Regions from separate parts of the Sus scrofa genome. Here region 1 is linked to region 2. The links are chromatin contacts, called in public promoter capture Hi-C maps. All regions are on one chromosome and are shown on one strand. Each heading gives the region's core, a stretch centred on a gene start, on an enhancer-like site or on the middle of the called end of the contact. The rest is flanking DNA. Distances are from core to core; before and after follow the strand shown.

What was found. Promoter capture Hi-C pulls out the DNA fragments that hold promoters and counts their contacts.
Region 1: a promoter capture Hi-C map of liver shows a contact between it and region 2, with 2.2 times the contacts expected there. The contact joins the promoter of MTA2 here to the promoter of TAF6L in region 2. A contact is called at or near these places in 1 of 5 promoter capture datasets (liver) and 1 of 2 datasets of contacts at active chromatin or transcription factors (alveolar macrophages).

Annotation. Positions count from the first base shown.
Region 1 is chr2:9,136,252-9,142,957 of Sscrofa11.1, reverse strand. It overlaps MTA2 (metastasis-associated protein MTA2), which reads right to left and starts at 5,140. Exons shown (of 18, transcript XM_003122622.5): 1 at 4,525-5,140; 2 at 3,729-3,796; 3 at 3,224-3,317; 4 at 1,484-1,601; 5 at 1,306-1,369; 6 at 1,007-1,124; 7 at 645-747; 8 at 356-455; 9 at 26-214. The coding sequence starts at 4,552. It overlaps EML3 (echinoderm microtubule-associated protein-like 3), which reads right to left. Exons shown (of 22, transcript XM_003122621.4): 20 at 6,229-6,327; 21 at 5,834-5,964; 22 at 5,307-5,745. The coding sequence ends at 5,542.
Region 2 is chr2:8,998,463-9,004,581 of Sscrofa11.1, reverse strand. TAF6L (TAF6-like RNA polymerase II p300/CBP-associated factor-associated factor 65 kDa subunit 6L) reads left to right here and starts at 4,592. Exons shown (of 17, transcript XM_021082913.1): 1 at 4,592-4,764; 2 at 5,270-5,329. The coding sequence starts at 5,322. It overlaps POLR2G (DNA-directed RNA polymerase II subunit RPB7), which reads left to right. Exons shown (of 8, transcript XM_013994203.2): 8 at 1-194.

The sequences.
Region 1 (6,706 bases), core at 3,891-6,390, 140 kb before region 2:
TCTCCTCCTTGTCTCCTCCGCTTACAAAGTCCTGGCGAATGTCATTGAAATCCTTCCCGTACTTCTCCAGGGCCTCCTCAAACAGCATGGCCTCTGAAGCTGACCATTCTTCCATCTCGTCCCGACACAGCACCGGGCCCCCCTGGGGCACCAGGGTCGACATGGCCTTAGCCAGGTCATAGCCGTTCCTTTGCAGTGTATCCATGGCGTGAAACTACAGAAAGGTGGGAAACAATGACGACGACGCCCCGAAAGCCTTGGCCCCCCACCCCCTGCTGCTCCCTCAGAGACACCCTCCCCTCCGCAGGTCCCCACAAAGCTCGGCCCACCCAGCTACCCGCCAGCTGCTGCTCACCAGGGTGATATCTCGGGAGGCAGCAGCTGCACTCATGTGCAGGCTCGGCTGCCGAATGGAGCTGCTGCAATCTAGGGCTCTCGCAAAGGTCCCCACAGCCCTAAGGGAGAGAGCGAGGAGTCAAGAGGGAAAGACGAACGCGAGAGTGGGCTGAGGAACTAGGCCAGATGAGCAAAACAAGGGCACCACCTGGGCCCCAAACAAATCTAGTCCGTCTCTAAGAAAGTGACTCGGAACCATGTCTACAACCCCCTTCCCAGCCCATCTTCCCCATCCACCCACCCCTCACCGGGCCACCACGAGAAACTGATCAATCTGCCGGTCTGTGAGAGGGTTGTCTGGATCCCAGACTTTCATCTCCATCTTCTGCTGGTTCCGATTATCAGATTCTCCTGGGGAGTGAGGAAATGGCATCACCGGGGAGAATAAGAGGTGTCTTGACACTCACAATGACACCTGTTTCCTCCTTGGATCCTATCAGCCACCTCAACTCTCAGACTTCTCTTCCCAATGTGCCCGTTTGCCCCTTTCAGGTTCCTAAGGTCCCGTTCTGTCAGGGACACAGCACAGAGCTGTGCAAAGTGCACCACACAGCGCCAGGGCACACCATTCAGGAACTATGATGGTAGACAACTCTGTTCTGGGGCATACCCTCTGCCAGGCGATCTGGGATCTCAGCTTGGTATTTGCAACCAACTCGGATCTCTCCCTGATCAGCTAGAAGTGTCTTCTGCACAGGGTCAAACACCAGCGAATAAAAAAAGCAGTCCTGGAGAAGGGAAGACAGAAGGTAAGCAGGGCAGCAGTCCTCACAGGCGGGGGCGGTGGGCTATATCCGGAGTCCCTAGGACAGGCAGCCTGTCAACCTGGACCTCACCACAGTCTGACTTCTCCTCTTGCCTTCTGGGGCAATACCCACCCCCCTCCCTCTTCTCCCACCTCTTTCTCACCTCCTTTTCCAGGTACTGGCTCAAGATATCTGTCTCATTCAAGAGGGTCACACTGCATTTCCCCCTTCAGGAGAGAAGTCAGAAAACCCTTGGTGAGCTCATTTCCTCTGCTCAGCATCTCCAACACGCTAGCCCCTCCTCTCCAACTCCTAAATAAGTAGCCCTGACTGTCCTATACCTTATGTGGGTGGCTGGTAGCGATTCAAACTGCCGAGAAAGAAAAAGCTCGCGGTGCTTCAGTTGATGTCGCTGCTGTTCCGACACCCCTGGCTGCTTTGATTCCTCCTCAAACTCCCCTGGGACATGAAGGAGGAAGAGACCAAGTCAGAAACTAATTCATAAAGAAGCCACCATAGAAACCCTAACCCAAGGAAAATATTTCCTATCTTACTTGCTTTTCCCACATTCCCTAGGCACCTGCCTTCCACGACCTTACCACACGAGCTTTCCCTCCCAGCCTTCTCCCAGTTACTGATGCTCCCAAGTCTCCATCATTAATGAATGCTCTTAGGAAAGAGCTACAGAGGGTACAAGGATGCCAGAGGAATACATCCCAAGCCCAGGTGCCAATGCCCAGACACCACTCATACAGCCTATATCTGACCACACCAGGCCCAGCAAGAATATCACACTTGTCTCTTTCATGCTAAACTTGCCTAGGCTCCAGAAATCCAATTAAAAATAAACACAGAAATAAATAAATACACCACACAAGGTGTGTTTACCAGTTCTTTGCAAATTTCAGAAGACTTTGCTCTTAAAGGTCACATGCAACCCTAACTATCCCTTGTTTTCAACCTGGCTAATAATAATTTGTGGGGCTTTCAAGGACAGTACCTCTCAAGCCAGTGCCAACACCTTCCTCCCCAAGGAGCTGTAACTTGCTCTGAAACCTTGGTGGAAAGGGTTAAGTTGGCTGGGTGCCAACCAAACAGGGAGGGAGCAGAAGAGCCACAGGCCCAGGCTCATTGGTGCATTGTTCCCAACCTCAGGGAGAAAGGGGGGGCAGGGGTGTGCAGTAGTAGGCTCCACCCCTCTTCTGAGCACTCCGGAAACCCTGTGCGAAGGCAAGGGGGACCACACCCCCCACACCCTTTCTGATTGGACAAGGCCAAGGTCAGCCCCTGCCAGATGGGACTGGAAACCCCAGAGGGCCGGAGAACTTGGTAGGCTCAGCTCATTAACCCTTTCATGCCCAACACCCAAAGCCGCCAAAAGTAAGCAAAATGATTTAGAAAGGAAGAATAAGAGAAAGGGGAAAGAAAGCCAAAACAGGAAAGGAAAAAAAAAACTAAGGGGAATTGAAAGACATGAATTTAACAAGAAAAAACAAAAGCGTAAAGAGAAAGCGGATAGGGCCAAAAAAAAAAAAAAAAAAAAAAAAACGAAAGATGTAAAATGGAGAAGAGAGGCCAGGATGGGTGAGAAAAAGTTCTTAAAAAAAAACCTTCTGGGCTTCCTATTCTCTCCCATCAATATAGCCTTACCCCCTTGATCACAAAACCCTCTACTTCCCTGTTATGCAAGCTTTTAAGTACAATCTCTTCCTGTTCACCTTGACCTTCGCAGTCACCACCCATTGTCCCAACACAACCAAAACTGTCCCCAAGAGTGTTGCTTCTCCAAATTAGAGCTCTTCTCCATCCCCCTTTTAAACATTACCACCTCTTTTACATACCCCACTCACACAAACACACACACAAATACACACCAGCCAAATTCTCACTTTTCATGTCATGGTTTCTCCACACTGCTTCCAACCCAACGTGTAAAAACAGGCCTCCCTCTGCAGACCAGGCATTTCCCACCCCCAAACTCACACCCCTGCCTTGAGCATGATACCAAGAGAAACACCTGCACGGACATGCCCAGGTTTCAGATCATGGGCAGGGGGAGACGGGGGTACAAAGACACTCACTGGCATTACTATCAGCCAGGCTGTTGAGGCTACCAGAAATGTCCCTTCGCCGGAAAAGGCACACAACCTTTGCCTCCACATTTCCATTTGCCGTCTAAGGAGAGAGAGAAAACAAAACAAAATAAAAAAAAAAAACACTGTGAAAACTAGTCATTTGAAAGTAGAACTGCAGAAAGACAAGACTAACAACATCAAACAGGTTTCTGAAGGATATAAGAAAAACCCAAGAAATTATGAATCAAGACGTTTGCATTTAAGGACAGACTTCCAAATCCCTTTATAGAACAGTCAAGATCCTCTAAGGTGTCAAGAGCCTTTCCTGAATGCATGGGATGAACAAATGAATGAATGAATATGAATGAATACTTAGAACAGGCTTCATGTTCTCCTGCTCTCTTCCTCTTTCCCTCCCTCTCTCATTCACCTGAAGTTAGAGACCAGGGGAGGGACTGGGCGGGGGGGGGGGGGGGGGGGGGGGGAGCCCAGAAGACTCTGCTCCACTCACCTTGTTGAGCTCTTCAATCCTTCTCACCAGGTAAGGATTGCTGGAGGAGTTCTCAAAATAGACGTAATCTGTAGGAGGGGGTGGGGAAGAACCGGGAAGATCAGAGGAGCGGATGGGAGAGCCGAGCACGAGAGTAGGAGGAACGAAAAGGAGGCCTGAGTGGACCCAAAGGAGAAAAGGGTCTAGGCAGAGAAGTCGCTGAAATGTGGAAGTGGAGAGACTAACAGAACGTAAGGGAGGGGTGCCCCACCCGCCACCCCTAACCACCCAAAAGTGAGCCTTAAGGAGGAGCCCAGAAGCAGGGGGTTCCCCAGCAGGCGCCGCAACTCAGCGATGGAGTTGCACCCGGTGTCGGCCAAGCGAACAATTGTTCACTCCAGCGCAGGGCCCCCACCTTTGCGAACCCAGGCGCACAATAACGCCTGGGGAGAGGAAGCCTCCCGGCTGCTCCCCCGCAGATGGCAAAGCGGTCGCCCCGGCCCTTCGCGCCCCCTAGCCTGCCCTGTCAGCTCCTTCGGAACCACTTTCCCAAGCCCACCCCGCGACCCCGGCGGCGCCAGGCGCAGCCCTGCGAGTGCCGTCGGGCCGCCCGAAGTCTCTCCGGCAGTCTCGGTGACCCGCCGCGTCGCGGTCCCCGCGCCCTCGCTCCCCGTGCGACCGGTTCCGGTTCCGGTCCGCGCTCCGGACCACGCCGCCCCAGACGCGACTCCCCGTGCCGCCGGGCGCCAAGCCTCTCCGGTCCCGGCCCCCGACCTCTCTCGCCCCGGGCCCCGCAGCCCCTACGCCCGGTACTTACCCCCCACTCGGTACATGTTGGCCGCCATGGCCGTTCCCGCCGCCGCCTCCGGCCGCACAAAGGGGTCCGGGAGGCTCGCGGGGGCAGGGCTCGAAGCGAAGCCCTGAGCGTGGGGCTGGCGCTTCGCAGAAGTCTCTGTCTGGCTCGCGCAGCCGGCACCTCCGCCACCTCAGCCGTCGCGGTTCATCCCGGCCCGCGCTGTCGCCACCGCCTCTATCGCCTCACGCCCGGGACGCCGAGGCCGTAGCCGGTCCGCTCGGCTTCTTCCGGAACGAGCTCGGCTCCCGCCGGACCGGGCCAGGCTCCAGCTCTCCCGCCCTCGCCGAGCCCCACTAGACGTTGGACTTTGCGGGCCGCCGCGAAGGCTTGCCCTGCCCGCCTCGGGGTTCGCCTCCTTCCGGAACACCTTCGGCGGATCCGGAGAACAAGGCCCAGCGCTCGGGTCCGGTCGGAGAGCGAGACCTCAAAGCTCGGCTACTTCCGGAAGAAGTTCGGCTCCCTCCGGCCAATCGCGTCCCGGCGCTCGGTTATTTCCGTTGCGGCTCGGCCCCGCCTCCGAGGGCGAGAGAGGAGTTGGGCTTAACTCTCTCCTCGCCCGAGTCCCGCGGCGGCGAAAGACTCGTAGCGCCTCCGCACTCCGCGGGGTTATTTGCAAGCGGCTTTGCCTGTTATTTGCATGAAAGGTCTACTCTCCCTCACCCTTTCCGCATTCCCCTTTTCCTTCACCCCACCCCACAGAGCCCCGAGGCGCCCAGCCGCGCCCGACAAAAGGACCGGGAGGCGACTTTGCTTTTGGTTTATTGCCCCTCAGCAGGTAGCGGGAGTCAGGGCCCAGGCTGGGGCTGCCCGGCTCAGCCAGCGGGTCTTTACAGTGTGTGCAGGGGTGCCGTTCGCCCCCTGCAGGGAAATGAGCTTTCGGGAATGTCTCGAAGTCTAGGACTGGGTCGGCCCGGGTCCTGGGAAACTTGGGCGGGGCGGGGCCACGCTGCAGGGCCGGTGGGTCCCGTCGGGCAGCGGTCAGACGTCGAGAGAGGAGGCGGGGGACAGCGAGGGAGTTCGAGAGGGCGTGGCAGGCGCCTGCCCCGCGCTCCCAGCGCCCAGCACTCGCCACTGGAAGATGCTGGCGTCCTTGCCGCCCAGCGAGACGAGGTGCGAGTCGTCGTACGTGAACCGGACGCTGGTCACGTGGCTGCCGTGACCGCCGTACACGAGGCTCGGCGCCTGGGCAGGAGGGAAGGTCGAGCTGCAGCGGCCGTGGAGCCCCAGGGCCCTGACCTGCCGTCCCCGGAGGCCCTGGGAGGCCTCTCACCTTGGCGCGCGCGCACGGGTACTGGAAGAGGTGCACTTTGCAGAAGTCGTCGGCCACAGCCACCACGCGCTCATTGTGGGAACGGCACAGGGAGTTGATGTCGGTTCCATCAGAGCCATCCGGCCACACGCCTAGCACAGCCGTCGGCCTTAGCCCTGCCTCCCCGCCACCACCCACAGCCCAGAGCTGCACCAATTCCAGCGCTCAGTCAGTCCCGCCACCCACCAGCCGCGTTCCAGGCAATCTTTCCCGGTCCCAAGGGCCTGCTGGAGGGGCCCCCCAGGGCTGGATCTGCCCATCCCTCCACACATGCCCAGCATTCCGAGCCCCGGGCAGTCTGCACCTTGTCCCCCGACTCTCGAGGCATAGTTCTGGGGCCCTGCGTCCCTGCTCACCATAGACATGAAAGCCCAGCACGCAGGTGTAGGTGGCCCACTCCCGGTCTCGGCTGTCATAGCGATTCCTCAGCAGCTTACAGCCTCCAGCCACGTCCCCTGGGGAGAGGGAGCCCACCCAGATCAGGTCTCACCCTGCCCTCAGCTGGAAGATGCCATAGAAGGCCAAGTTGGAAATACTTGAGGCACTGGCATGTGATCTGGTCCCCATGGTAGCCCTCAGTTCAGGGCAAAACTCAGCCCACGTGCTTCCTCTTTGGCTGCACCTGTGACATGCAGAAGTTCCTGGGCCATCTATGGAACCCCTGCCACAGCAGCAACCAGAGCCACAGCAGTGACAAGGCTGGATCTTTACCACACTGTTCCAGGGGGAACTTCCCGTGTGCTTCCAGAGTTCTCAGCTGAAGTTCTCCCAATAGTTCCTCCCCAGTTCCTCCTCCCTAGATAAGTCAATCCCTCCACACCTGTCTGGAGAAAC
Region 2 (6,119 bases), core at 3,343-5,842:
CTACTTTGTTTGGTCCTTATCGAGGAGGTGTGACTGCCACACTTCCCATGTTGTCCAGAGGCCCAGTCTTGGTGCTGTGGGGGAGGCAAGGTAGGTTCCTTGTCCTCAGAAGACATTGGGTGCTTCTTGTGGCTTAGCAGCCACTCCCGGATTTTTGACTGTATTTCGTAACCATAAAAAGTCCTTGATTCTCATGGAAGTGTCATCTCCTTTCTTTGATAAGAACAAGTCTTTTTTTTTTTTTTCTTTTTTTAAGGGTTGCACCTGTGGCGTATGTAAGGATCTGGTGTTGCCATGAGCTGTGGTGTAGGTTGCAGAGGAGGCTAGGATCTGGCATTGCTGTGGCTGTGGTGTAGGCCAGCGGCTACAGCTCTCATGTGACCCCTAGCCTGGGAACCTCCATATGCTGTGAGTGCAGCCCTAAAAAGACAAAAAAAAAAAAAAGAAAAGGGAGGCTAGAGGGACGAGTCGGAGCTGCAGCTGTTGGCCTACGCCATGTCCACGGCAACACAGGATGGGAGCCGCGTCTGCATCCTGCACCACAGCTCACGGCAACACCTGATCTTTAACCCACTGAGGGTTCAAGGCCAGGGATCAAACCCGCATCCTTCTAGATACCAGTCGGTTCTTAACCTGCTGAGCCACAAAAGGGACTCCTTTTTAAAAAGGCTGAAGGGAGTTCCCCGATGGCCTAGTGGTTAATAGTCATTGCTGTGACTTGAGTTCCATCCCTGGCCCAGAAACTTCTGCATGCCACAAGTGTGGCTAAAAAAAAAACAAAAAAAAAACCTAAAAAAAAAATTAAAACCAAAAAACCTAACAGCTGGAGGGCCAGTTGCTTGCCAGCCCCTCTTTGCTTGGCCTGATGCCTTAACGAGCCTCTATACTAAACTGAACTACAGATGTGAAAGGGCTCATGATCCATTAAGGTAACACAACACAAATACATGAAATGTGGAGGTTAAACAGACATGCTTCCCTCCTTTGCGCTGTGCCTTTGCAATACTCCCTGTCTACCTTGGGATGCCCTTTCCCAACGTATCTGATTGCTGCCTATTCATCTATCAAATCTGAGTCAACTGTTTTTCCCCCCTTTTTTTGCCACTTTCCTTGACTTCTTTGGGAAGCAGAGCTGTGTAGTAGACAGTATGGTATTGCGTTGATAGAGAGTTGGGTTTCGGTCCTAGCTGGGTGACTTTATGTTTCCTCATTGTCAAATGGTCATAGCACCCTCTGTGGACGGTTGCTGCTCATATCGGAGATCATATGTGCAAGTAGCTGGCAAAGAGCCTGGCCCATGATAGGTGCTCAGCTGTTAACTGTAATTATTTGTTGTTCTATGAGGCATATAAAGTCATGATTATCAACTGGGTTGCATTTGGCCTCCAGCGGACATTTGGCAATGACACCTTTGGTTGTCTCAGCTGGGTGGGGGATGCTGTTGGTATCTAGGGGGTCGATTCCAAGGATGCTGCTAACCCATACGAAGACAGGTAGATTCCACGGACAGCCCCCCACACAAATAATCATCTGTCCCCAAATGTCAGTAGTGCCAAGTTCTGGAAAACCTGATATGAAGCATCCAGAATAGTACCTAATACCTGGTAAGGAAAAGGCATTTGAGTGTATTTCCCTTTCCTCTCACCTCACCACTCCTGGGCAGACATAGGCTCTTCCATTCATTCCTCTTTAGTGTGTCACAAAACATTATTTTGTCATTGTCTCCCTTTTCTTTCTTTTTTTTTTTTGTCTTTTTAGGGCTGCACTCACGGCATATGGAGGTTCCCAGGCTAGGGGTCACGTCAGAGCTGTAGCCGCTGGCCTACACCACAGCCACAGCAATGCCAGATCCTAGCCTCCTCTGCAACCTACACCACAGCTCATGGCAACACCAGATCCTTAACCCACTGAGCGAGGCCAGGGATCGAAACTGCATCCTCATAGATACTAGTCAGATTCATTTCTGCTGAGCCATGATGGGAACACCCCCTTTCACTTTTTTATTATATAGAATTTCAGTTATTTTATTGAGGTAATTATAGATTCACATGCATACCTTTCATTTTTGTATCTCTAGCTCACAGCACTGTGCTGGGTTTCCCAGGTATATTGAATCCAGGAAAATTTCTGTGCTGGATTTGCAATGAATTTTCCCACAGAAACAATGTTCAAATTGTGGCCCAACTTCACGACACTGAGTTGATTACACAGGTTGTGAGGCTATTCCCTGGGCCCTAAACACACGTGTCTCAGAGTAAACACCCCAAGTTCTCAAATGGAATCACCATGCATCCGTAAATTATGTCTTGGATATCCCGGAAGTAATACTAAGCCTGAAAGAAAGAGACTGATGGATAGAGAAGCAGCTCATGGAACTGCTGGTGAGGAAGTGGGATGTGACACTGGGAAGGCTGGCACTGCATGGGGAACTGAGTGGGGATGGCCTGGAGCTGGTCTCCAGGACTCTGCTATCTTTTAAGTTTTGGTACCGGTGAAGTCTGAAAGTTACGCCCTCATATAGAGGTCACAGGCTTAAAAGTAACAGGAGGAGTTCCCGTCGTGGCGCAGTGGTTAACGAATCCGACTAGGAACCATGAGGTTGCGGGTTCGATCCCTGCCCTTGCTCAGTGGGTTAACGATCCGGCGTTGCCGTGAGCTGTGGTGTAGCCGTGAGCTGTGGTGTAGGTTGCAGACGCGGCTCAGATCCCGAGTTGCTGTGGCTCTGGCGTAGGCCGGTGGCTACAGCTCCGATTCGACCCCTAGCCTGGGAACCTCCATGTGCCGCGGGAGCGGCCCAAGAAATAGCAACAATAACAACAACAACAACAACAAAAAAAGACAAAAGACAAAAAAAAAAAAGTAACAGGAGTACGTGCCTGGTATCCTATATCCTTTACACCGTTAAAAAAAAAAAAATAATAATTCCAAAACCATCAAGCTCTTCTTGCCAGGCATTGGGTGGCTGGGGAGCGAGTGGGAGCCACCTTTCTCCCATCTGTGGCCATGTGTTCCTCATTACTGCTTTCCTTGGCCCCTGCCTTGATTCAAGCTGGGGGCAAATAGCCCCAAGACAGCTTGGATGCAGCTTCACTGCATCCTCCACCTCCAGGCCTTCCTCTCTATTTAAAATTATTTTTACATTTTATTTTATTTTTCCTTTTTAGGGCCACACCCATGGCATACGGAAGTTCCCAGGCTAGGTGTCAAATCAGAGCTGCAGCTGTCAGCTTATGCCACAGCCACAGCAACACTGGATCTGAGCTGCATCTGTGCACTATGGCGCAGCTTGCGGCAATGCTGGATCATTAATCCAGGGAGTGAGGCCAGGGATGGAACGCGCATTCTCATGGTTACTAGTCGGATTCTTAACTAGCTGAGCCATGATGGGAACTCCCTTCCTCACTTCATTCCGAATAGGACTGGAAGGGACTCCATGGGGTCACATTCTTCTTAAGTGGTGTTGCTATGGCAACTCCCATCCTGTCCATCTGGCTTTCTCGGCTTGGGTCTCAGAGGATCTTTTCTAGAGGCAGCAGCAGCATCTATCTATCCCTGAGAGGGAGGAAGGGCAAGGATGTGTACATTCATGCTCCCCTGCAGAAACCTCTCTATGATAAATACCCCATTGTAAACAGTCCCACCGGAATCAACAAAGGAATTAATCCACGGCCTCTCGATATGTCAGCGAAAGTTCAACTACCAAGTGTAAACCTACATTATCTCCTTTCGTCTGTAACAGCCCTATGTGGTGGGTATTATTACTCCATTTCGTAGATGGGGGGAAATGTAATTAGGTAATTTGCTCAAAAGCAGACTCAGAGAATGAGCCCCTGTCGGTGTGACTCCAAATACCATTCTTCACTAAGCCCACTGCTTTTCAACTGGGAATTGACAAAGTTCGGGAAAGTGTGCGTGTAAAATGGTCAAGAAGTCTGCGAGGTAGGTAAGGGTTTGCATTTGGCTTATTGAACTGAAACGAGGATACGAGATATGGTGTCCTGGAGGCTGGATCTTGCACCAGGTGTTTGCCCCAATCAGAAGACCCTTCTGCCTGCAAAGAATATCTACCAAGAGCCCCATCCATCCTTCGGGAAGGGGAAGTAGCAAGGTTTGTTTGACAGGTAAGTTGAGCCCCATCAAGCCGGAAGGAAAACTAAGGCAGGCGCCAGGGTCTAAAGCCTCAAAGCATTCGCATAAATACAAATGCTCGGAAACTCAGGCGCAGACAAGGGAATGGGGACGTTTTCCTTGAGAACACGCTTGGTAAAACGCACACCCCTCGAAACTCCCATTAGCTGTTGCTTTAAGAAGCGCTACTCTTCAGTGTCACGTGACCCCTGGCGCCCAGAGTCTTTACCACAGCCATCACAGCGGCCAATCGCGTGGCGGGAAGCCTCTCGGAGGGCGGGAACTTCTCGAAGCGCTCGTGGATTGGCTGTGTTCGGGGAGGGCGGGGCCTGGGTTCCGAGCGAGGGAATTAGTGAGACCAGGGTGAGTCGGGGCCGCAGCCACTGCCAGTGTCGTCTCGATATCCGCTTTCGCCCGTGCCGAAGCCCTCAGGTGAGCAGGCCTTCTGAACTCGGTCCCCCCGCGGTCCGCGCGCTCACCGGCCTGGAAGCCCGCTCCACTGGGGGCCCGCCCCCTTCATTGACCACGTGACCCAAGTTCGGTAACCTCTGACCTCCTCCTCCCTACCCCACCACCTCTAGACCAGGGATTCGGCGAGAGTGGGTGGGAGGATGCGCATTTCGGACACCGGTGGAGGTCAGTTCCCACGCCTCTTTACCAGTGTGTCCAGTGGCTGAGGATGTGGAGGAGAGGAGGATGAGGAGCGGGAGACCTAGGTCAGAGCCCAGACTTTGTGGGTTATAATGTGGGCGTATAATAAGGAAACTCCCGTAGCGCCTTCCGGGGGCATTCTTGCTCCCATTTTACAGATGGAGAAAGAGACTTTACAGTTATCCATTGGCGGGTCTGCAACGCCAAGGCTCCGGGCTGGGAATCCAGGCCTTGTTCCCACACAGCCCGCTGCTCCTCATGATTAATAACGAGAGTTGAGTTCCTGCTCTCTATCCATGATCTTGGGAAAATCATGTAACTTTTAACCTGAGTTTTGATTTCCTTGGCTGTAAAATAGACAGTACTTATGTAATACCTATCTCATTGTTAATGTGGACGAAATGAGGTGTAAGCCATATAAAACACTTAGCTCAATGTCTCAGGCATAGTATGTGCTTAGAAAAAAATCGCTGTTCTTCATTTTTTTCAGCAAGTGTTTATTGAGGGCGTGTTATGTGCTGACACCGTGCCTGACGCTGGGGATGCAAAGGTGAGCCAACAGGCATGATTTTTGCCATTATGGAACTTACCATCCAGTGGGGAGATAGATGTTAATCAAAAAATTATGCAAATATATAATTACAAACTGATAACTGCTTTTGAAGGCAAGGTACCAGCACATTGTGTGGGTCTGAGAAGACTTCCCTGGGCAAGTGACATTTGAACTGAGATCACTGGACAAACATTGCAGGGTAGAGGAGGAAAGTGTTTCAAGGAGCAGAAACAGTTTTTGTCCTGGCTCAGCAGGTTAAGAAGGATCTGGATAGGGTTCAATCCTTGGCCTTGGTCAGTGGGTTAAGGATCCGGCATTGCCGTGAGCTGTGGTGTGGGTTGCAGACATGGCTCAGATCTGGTGTTGCTGTAGTTGTGGTGTAGGCTGGCAGCTGAAGCTCTGGTTCAGCCCCTAGCCTGGGAACTTCCATATGCCACAGGTGCAGCCCTAAAAAGCAAAACAGAAACAAAAAAGGAGAGGAAACAGAATGTATGAATGTCCTGAAATAAGGTGTTTTTGAGGAAATGGAAAGAGGCCAAGGGAATGCAGAACACGTGAGAGACTGGAAAGAGATGTCTGCACACGTAGGTGCATGTGGGGCCTTGGAGCCATGGTGCAGGTTTATTTTTATTCCAAAGGCAATGGGGAGTCATTGGGAGAAATGCTGTGGAGAGGCCAAATAGGGTGCCTGCTGGATTTAGGGACCTGGAGGTCACTGGTGACCCAGGGAGCTCTGCTGGAGAAGAGTGGTGGGGCAGCGCCCAGGAGGGTGACCGTGAAACTAGGC